Regions from separate parts of the Mus musculus genome. Here region 1 is linked to region 2. Evidence: chromatin contacts called from public HiChIP or PLAC-seq data. All regions are on one chromosome and are shown on one strand. The core of a region is the stretch at or near the end of the contact, and the rest is flanking DNA. Distances in the headings are between cores, read along the strand shown. Region 1 overlaps Fam107b (family with sequence similarity 107, member B). Region 2 holds the start of Suv39h2 (suppressor of variegation 3-9 2).

Region 1 (3,764 bases), core at 766-3,265, 290 kb after region 2:
TAATGTGCTGCTGCCACATGGTCACGGCCTCTCTTTTGCCTCAGTGGAAAGCTGAGGAATGAGATGATGGTGTTCGTGGGATCTTGTTCTGCGTGACTTATCCCTTAGTTATGCGTGTGAGTGTATGTCTAGATGCATGTGTGTACATTGAGTACAGTACCCATAGAGGCCAGAAGAGGGCGTCAGATCACCCTGGAACATGGGTTACATACAGGTGGTTGTGAGCCATTCATTGTGGATGTTGGTAACTGAGCATGGGTCCTCTGGAAGAGCAGTAACTGTTGTAAACTGCCGAGCCATCACTCTACCACAAAGGAATTGGTGTTTGGATTGAATGAAGTGTAAGTTCTTTGTTCTCTTTGGCCCTCTCTAGCCCTGGGACTCACTGCTTGACTCTGGTAGACAGACATAGAGGGAGGATAGATAGGTGAGGAAAACTGAAAACCCGCTCAGAAGGCCTACTCAGTGTGGGTGTGTAGGAGGGGGTCCTAAGGGGCAGAGTGGAGGTCCTCCTGGGGCCTCTGTGGAATCTGAGGGGAGCGCTCTCTATTGGATGTCAGATGCTCTGCAGCCCTCAACACTATGCCAGGCTGGTTGAGTCAATGGGTAAGTTCAACTCCTCTTTCATCAAAATGTTTAACTCTCAAAGGACCTCCAGGTCATCTGGCTTAGCTTTTCCTTTGTACAGATAAGTACATTTTCATTATTCATTTGTTTGTTTAGCAATGATGGAGATCAAACCCAAGGACCCATACATGCCAAACAGGGGCCTTACCATTGAGTTATAGCCCCAGGAAACTGATTATTTTCAGTTGAGCTTCACCATGTAAACAAGTGAAGTTTATGTTGCTCCTTTAAAAAATGTATTTGTTATTACGTGCGTGCCTGTCTTTGTGTTGGAGGGTGTCTGTGTGTGTATGCACATGCTGTGGAGCTCTTTGGAGGTCAGGTAACAGCTCTCAGGATGAGTTCTCTCCTTCCACTGTGGGTCCTGGGCATCAAGTGCAGGTCGTCGGCTGAGCTTATTTGGCTTATCTTACTTGCTGAGCCACCTCCCAGGTCCTGTTTCTTTCTTCCTCCTCCTTTTCTTCCTTGGTCTTCTCTTAATTTGTGGAATCAAAGAGCCTACCTTGGAGTGGAGTTGGATGCTGAGAGTCCTCAGCTCTCACACTAAGATGGCAGAACTGTAGCGGGCACATCTGGTACAGACAGCAGAGCTGAGAGCCAGCTTCACTCTAGTCACTTCTTCGGCCTGGGGTTGTGGGCTCAGGTCTGCCTGCAGTGCTGCTGCTCACAGGGGTGGCTCTTCTTCCTGTGTGGCTCACTGATGCTTCTGAGTAGTCTTGGACAGAGAATGGCTCTCTCCTCTTTATGTTTTAGAAATTATCTGCTAGTTACTGTATTGTAATTCAAAATAATTTTTTTTCTTTTTCCTTGTAGTGACGGAATAATGGCCAGTGCTTTCTTTAGGAGAGTGCCAGTGGCTCTGAGCACACCTTGTGCCTTTTACCACTGGGTGACACTCTTAGACCAGAGTGCTGTACCAGTGGAACCCAGGGCCCTTGAACCTCAGACTTCTTCAAAACACTTTATGCAGGAGAAAGGGACACTCTTCCATCTAAAGTGCATACTGGCCACTCTCAGACATGATAGGTATTATGTATCAGTCTGAAGCAATTTTTAAGGCCAGTGAGTATTGGGCAATCAATTATTAACAGGATCATCAATTAGGCAGCCTTTCAGTTGCTTGGAGGTTTATTTAGATTCATGTGTTGCATATTAACTAGCTACTAATTATTTCAGGGGAACATTTATATGAACTTATTATTCTAGTATTTATTTTGCACCTGACACAAATCTGTGTTATCTGTTGGTGGCTAAAACCTTGGTGATGGCTTGCACATACTAATGGATGTCACAGCAAACCTTTGGCAGTCAGAAGACAGTATGAGGAAGTTGTTTCTGTCCTTTCCTCATGTTAAATTTGGGAACTGAACTGAAGTCCTCGGGGCTGGCACACATGCCTTTTCTGCTGATCCGTTCTCCAGCCCAGTCCTGTGTATGGACTTCCACTGAGCCATCTTAAGAGGAAGCAGAGCAGTTACTTGGGAAAATGAACACAGGTTCCCTGTACAGATCTCTAGCAAATAGAACTTGTCTAGAACTTGTGCCAAGCACTTGAGAGCAGGTTAGAGAAGGACTTTGCTCAGAGCGTGTGCTGGCCTGCCTGCCCTCCTTGTTTCACGGCTTCTTTTGTAAACCCAAGGCCCACCGTCTAGGCTTGGCATGAATAGCTCCTAGTCACATTCAGCGGAACAACATGTGGTATTTCTCAGGACAAGGAATTTGGAAGAGTCAGGTCTCTCCTCTGCTGGCTTAAGAGGAGGGATGACAAAAGTTAGAATTTTAGGATCCTGACAGAAGTATTTACTGTATCCCATGGGGACAGAAAGAAATGACAGTGGCAGAGTCAGAGAAGAAAGAACCTAGTGAGGTTAGTGACTCCAGTGTATTTTGATCCCTCAGTATGTGCATCCTCCAGTTAGTACATTGTTGGGTGACCCTTAGTGTGATACCCAGTGCAGGGGGTGGGTGGGCTGTGGCAAGCAAAGCAATGTGAATGGAGTAAGACTTGAGGCACAGCAGGTCTCATGGGACTCAACCAAGGGCACAAGTAATTGACAGCCCCAGATTTCTAATAGATGGTGTCATGGTGTGACTGCTTCTGCTTCATGTGGCTTAGGCAAGAGGCATTGTGCTTGAGGTGGGAAGAGGTGGTGGCCAGAGGTCTTTCTGCTGTGCTGTTAGAATCTGTCTTTGCAGAGACACACCAGAGATGGTGTACTGGCTAGTTTTGTGTCAACTTGACACAGCTGGAGTTACCACAGAGAAAGGAGCTTCAGTTGAGGAAATGCCTCCATGAGATCCAGCTGTAAGGCATTTTCTCAATTAGTGATCAAGGGGGAAAGGCCCCTTGTGGGTGGGGCCATCCCTGGGCTGGTAGTCTTGGGTTCTATAAGAGAACAGGCTGAGCAAGCCAGGGGAAGCAAACCAGTAAAGAACATCCCTCCATGGCCTCTGCATCAGCTCCTGCTCCCTGACCTGTTTGAGTTCCTGACTTCCTTTGGTGATGAACAGCAGCATGGAAGTGTAAGCTGAACAAACCCTTTCCTTCCCAACTTGCTTCTTGGTCATGATGTTTGTGCAGGAATAGAAACCCTGACTAAGACAGATGGTATGGAAAGTTAGCTTCTAGGGCAGAGGACTAAGTGTTAAGTCCTTGGGAGCAGGAGAGCGCTGGGTTGAATCTTCCACTTCAGTTGAGATAAGAGGGAGCTATCCCATTTAGGAATACTATGTTGTTTACAAACAAGCTAGGTCTTTGAAAGATGTATGGAGTTTTCATTGTTCTGGAGGATGGAATTATATGTGGGAGGAAAACCATAAGAGATGGGTGTGTGTGTGTGTGTGTGTGTGTGTGTGTGTGCTCGCACGCGTGTGCGCATGTGTGTGTAAGGCTGCTGTGGGAGAGCTGGATCCTGATATTAGAAGTCTGCCTGACGACCTGATTATGGAAACATGGGAAGGAGGCCAGGCAGCTGTGCACCATCTCCTCGGGTGATGGATAGAGATGCTTTGCTTCTGGGACTTTGATCTGATTAGATTAGTAGCACATTGGTTTGTCTAAGACAAGGAAGGATGGTCAGGAGAAATGGAGCCCAGAGAGGAGCAGGTTGGCAATTACTACTTGGGATGAGAAGTGA
Region 2 (3,796 bases), core at 1,253-3,752:
GGCTGGACATTGCCTTACCTTTGCTACCTTGTAGTCACACAAGTACTCCACCTCATAATTGTTTAGATTCCTTTTGGTGATTCCAATCGATTTACATGTGAGCTTTTCTTTTCTACATAATTCCTGGAGAGTATCAAGTGAAACTAGGCAAGGCACACACCAGGCTACAATAAGAAAATAGAATTCTTTACCAATAAAATAGCTACTAGGCTGAAACAAAAACTTAAAACCCTCTCAACTGACAATGTTATAGTCTAGAAACACATATAACAAGAAGCTACATATGTGTGTTTAAGAAAAAGTTATAGGATAAAGAACTAGTTTTGGTAAATTGGTTTACTTTCCAGTGGACATCTATCCCACTTTTACCCACATTGCCTAATTCTTGCTTGGCTAATTAAAATATTTCACATCTAAAATTTCTTAGGGTTACATATAAATGCGAAGGTAAAATGAAGTAAATTTTTTTACACAGAATAAAACTGTTCTCCTAATAAACAGCTAAGACATTTTGTTAGAAATATATCTAAAAGATATTCTAAAATGGCCACAACTTAAAAGTAACTTCACTTCTTTTAGTCAGATGATAAGAATTTAAATATGAAATCCATATCCTACTTTTTCCATTTTGTAAAAAGTCGAGAGATTTTAGCTTCATTTATTTTGTGCATGGTAAAATGTATTTTCATCATGCATAAGCCAGAGAATTCTACTTTAAGTGGAGAGCATAGTGAGCTTTGTAATACTTGTTTCCTACAGTTTTCAAGCCAGCAGTTACAAAACAGAATACAAGGTGGAAATATTCCATAAGCCAGACTTGAAAATCAGACATACTAAACAATACCCGTACGGAGGCCAGAAATGAACTGTATTACATCCTGGATTTAAAAATATAATCACACAACTGATGTCTAGAAAAATGTAACAAACTTCACTACCCCTACTATCAGGATAAATACAAGATGATCAAAAGTCCTCTGCTCTACCCGTTGGTGGGTCACCTAGCTACACAACTTTGGGAAAGTCCCAATCTTTTTGTGTATGGGATTCACTGGAAAAAAGTGTGTTTTGTTGAGAACAGAGGTGACCAAAGAAAATGTATCTCTAACTCATCAAGCTGTCTTTAGTTCTCCGAAGTGGTGGGCAAAAACCTTTTTAAGGTAAGTTTCCAGGAAGGGACAGCGTAACCGCTCAAATTTTCCCCGCAGTCCTTCCTCATCCTTCCCAGTAAGGACTTCATTGTCAGAAACCAGTGAGGATAGCTTCCGAACTCCAGTGACTGCAAACAACTCATATTTCTGGCACCTGCAAAAAGACTTTCCTTCAAATTTGCCAGAATACATTTATTTGCTTAGGTGTGGCGGTTTGGAGACAAGAAAGCTGTAAAAAACGTCTCATAAATCGCTTCTAAAAATCTTAAGGCTGTTTTGTCTTAATGCTAATCTCCTTATGCTAATCATCTGCAAAGGAGAGTCCTCTTGTTTATGTAACCAAGTTGTTTGCTGTTTTATTTATCTTTTCAATTTTTACCCCTAGCTGAGAATCTGAAAACACAACACTATAATGGAGGGTGGTGTTGAATCGGAGGATCAACGTACATATATTCGTATGAAAACGTCATAACGAAGCGTTACGTGTAATTACAATGCACCGCCCCTCGCAACAGAAATGCTACATTTTGGGGGCATCTCGAAATGTTAAAAAGAAAAATTGCCAACACTTGGTTTACAAAATCCCACAGCCAAAAATGATGAGAGGAAAACGCCTCATTGTCTAGATTATAACATCCCGTTTATAAAAACCATTCCACCATCCCATCCCCACCACGCTTCAAGGAGGCAAGAGCTACCTACGGGAATAATAGTGTCACCATCTGGGTGGAGCGGAGGAAAGAGCTGGAGAACAACCTTTTCATTCCAGAAGGCTTTGCACAACCCAGACTTTCAAAGGGCGCGCGACTCGAGCGCACGCACGCGCACTGCGTGCCCCGGCTTCAGCATCCACAGAAATAACCTGCAAGTTCCAGCCGGGCCCCCCAAAGTTTCCCGGAGCTCAGGGCTGCGTGTGCAGGCGCTTCACGGCGAGGCCAGACCCGCTCGAACGCAGGCACCAGGGGATTCCCTTTCTCCAGCACCGCACCTCAGCCCCGCCACCACCCCCAACCCCCGGCTCGGAGGTGGCGACCGCTACCGCCGCAGCGCGTGTGCTTTCCTGCTCACCCTTGAATAAGGCACCTCGTGCACACTCGTCGCCAAAGACCGCGGCCCGCGGAGCTCCGGACCACGCTCGCTGGGAGCCGGCGCGCCTCTCGCCCGCAGACGGCCGCGAGCGTCGCGCCGTCAGGGTCTCCGCGCGGCGGCGTCTCGCCGTTCGCCTGGCCTTGGGCCTCGGGGGCGGACCTGGAGCCCGGTGACACCGCGCTCCTGCCTCACTGCCCCGTGCCTTGGCCCTGGCCGCCGCCATCTTGCGGAGCTTTCATTCAAACTGGCGCGGTCAGCCCGAAGAACTCAGCTGGCCACACGCCCCGCCCCGGCCCGCCAGGGACTCCGGAGCGGGGAGGCTGAGAGGAGCGAGGCGTTCTGACGTCAGCGGAGACCGACCCCTGCGGTGGTAGCTACCGCGCCTGCGCCGCACGGTGGGGGCGGGAAGGGGCGGGGCCTTCCGTGGAAACTGGCCCTGCCCGTCGCTGGCTTGTTACTCGCTTTGACTTCGGAGGTCGCTTGCCATGATTCTTCATGCGGTCCCCTGAGTCGCTTCACAAAGACCTGACGTGCCCGCCACAAAACGCAAAATAGGCTGTGCGGGGTTAGTGTGCGCAGGTAGCTCCTTTCCCACTCTTGTTCCTCAGCACTTCAACCCAACGAAGCCCCACTACTTTTCCTTTCACTCCACACCACCAGGACTCAGGATCTTAAAATTTGACTGCATGTTGGGTTCACCTGGAGAGGTGCTGTCTGTTTAAACCACTCAAAGAGATTCTGATGAGTTGATGTGGCCATGTAGCAGCTGGACTCAAAGGAAAAGCCTGACAATTGTGAGAATCCAACCAACCCCGCCAAGAACCCTCTTAGTTAAGGCAAACGTAAAAGGTACACTTAGGACAAGGACTTACTAACATTAACAGACTTAAGCTGAGGGCAGGTTTTAGCCATATATGCTTGGGGAGAGTCAGGTCGTTCTCGGTTTTACCACTGTAAATCTGAAAACTTGTAAGAGGAACCATTATACACAAAAGACCATCGGCAATTCTGTAAGCCAGTCATGTCAATGCTATTCACAAGCACATACTGCCTGTCTTCTCTTCAGCCAAAACAGCCTAGCTGCCTTGACCTCTCCATTGCTCCCCTTCCAGCCACTTCCCACCCAGCTAAGGAGACTTTAAAACAGAAAATGAAACAAGCCTCAGACTTGCTTTGTCTGAGAAGCATGTTCAAGTCCTGACCCTTTTGCTTCCACTTTGGTGAGCTGGAATTACAGGTGCTAGCCAAAGCTCCCTTCTCCCCCAATAAACACTTTAAACTGGAAATCACGGTCTAGATCAAAGAACTGACTGACTCCCCTTCATGTGCTGCTCCCTCTCACGTGACTAGATTTAACTCAAATGTTACTTCTTCAGAGGCCACTCAGGCATTCTGTCTGGCTTTGTTCTCTAGCTCTTCTTTAAAAGCTTTTGTCAAAAAACGGTCAGGGTAGAGTCTTACAAATATTTTTGGTCTTGCTAAGTTTTATTTTAAAAATTGGCAAAGGATGCTGGAAGCAGAGGATAGCTTGGTGGAATAGCAGTTGTCTGATAGAT

Evidence for each region. HiChIP or PLAC-seq counts read pairs in DNA pulled down with a chosen protein or histone mark.
Region 1: a contact with region 2 is called in an H3K4me3 HiChIP or PLAC-seq map of bone marrow-derived macrophages, with 2.6 times the contacts expected there. The contact joins the enhancer-like site here to the promoter of Suv39h2 in region 2. A contact is called at or near these places in 8 of 39 promoter capture datasets (the C10 cell line, the HPC-7 cell line, HPC-7-derived erythroid cells and 5 more), 1 of 484 Hi-C or Micro-C datasets (olfactory sensory neurons), 13 of 115 datasets of contacts at active chromatin or transcription factors (the 230-238 cell line, the SCID.adh cell line, T-cell acute lymphoblastic leukemia and 9 more) and 3 of 9 other capture datasets (adipose tissue, liver and macrophages).

The regions. Positions count from the first base shown.
Region 1 is chr2:3,758,431-3,762,194 of GRCm38.p6, forward strand. The region is part of intron 1 of Fam107b (family with sequence similarity 107, member B); the gene reads left to right. Among named protein-coding and RNA genes, the nearest start is that of Fam107b, 47 kb to the left of the region's middle. Within about 2 kb of position 2,016, at least 27 of the 459 cell types and tissues checked have an H3K27ac peak or open chromatin away from gene starts, as enhancers often do. A contact at or near this core is called in bone marrow-derived macrophages and memory CD8 T cells, where this site is marked.
Region 2 is chr2:3,472,484-3,476,279 of GRCm38.p6, forward strand. It overlaps Suv39h2 (suppressor of variegation 3-9 2), which reads right to left and starts at 2,503. Exons shown (of 6, transcript NM_022724.4): 1 at 2,220-2,503; 2 at 19-164. The coding sequence starts at 2,463. It also overlaps a transcript of Dclre1c not described here.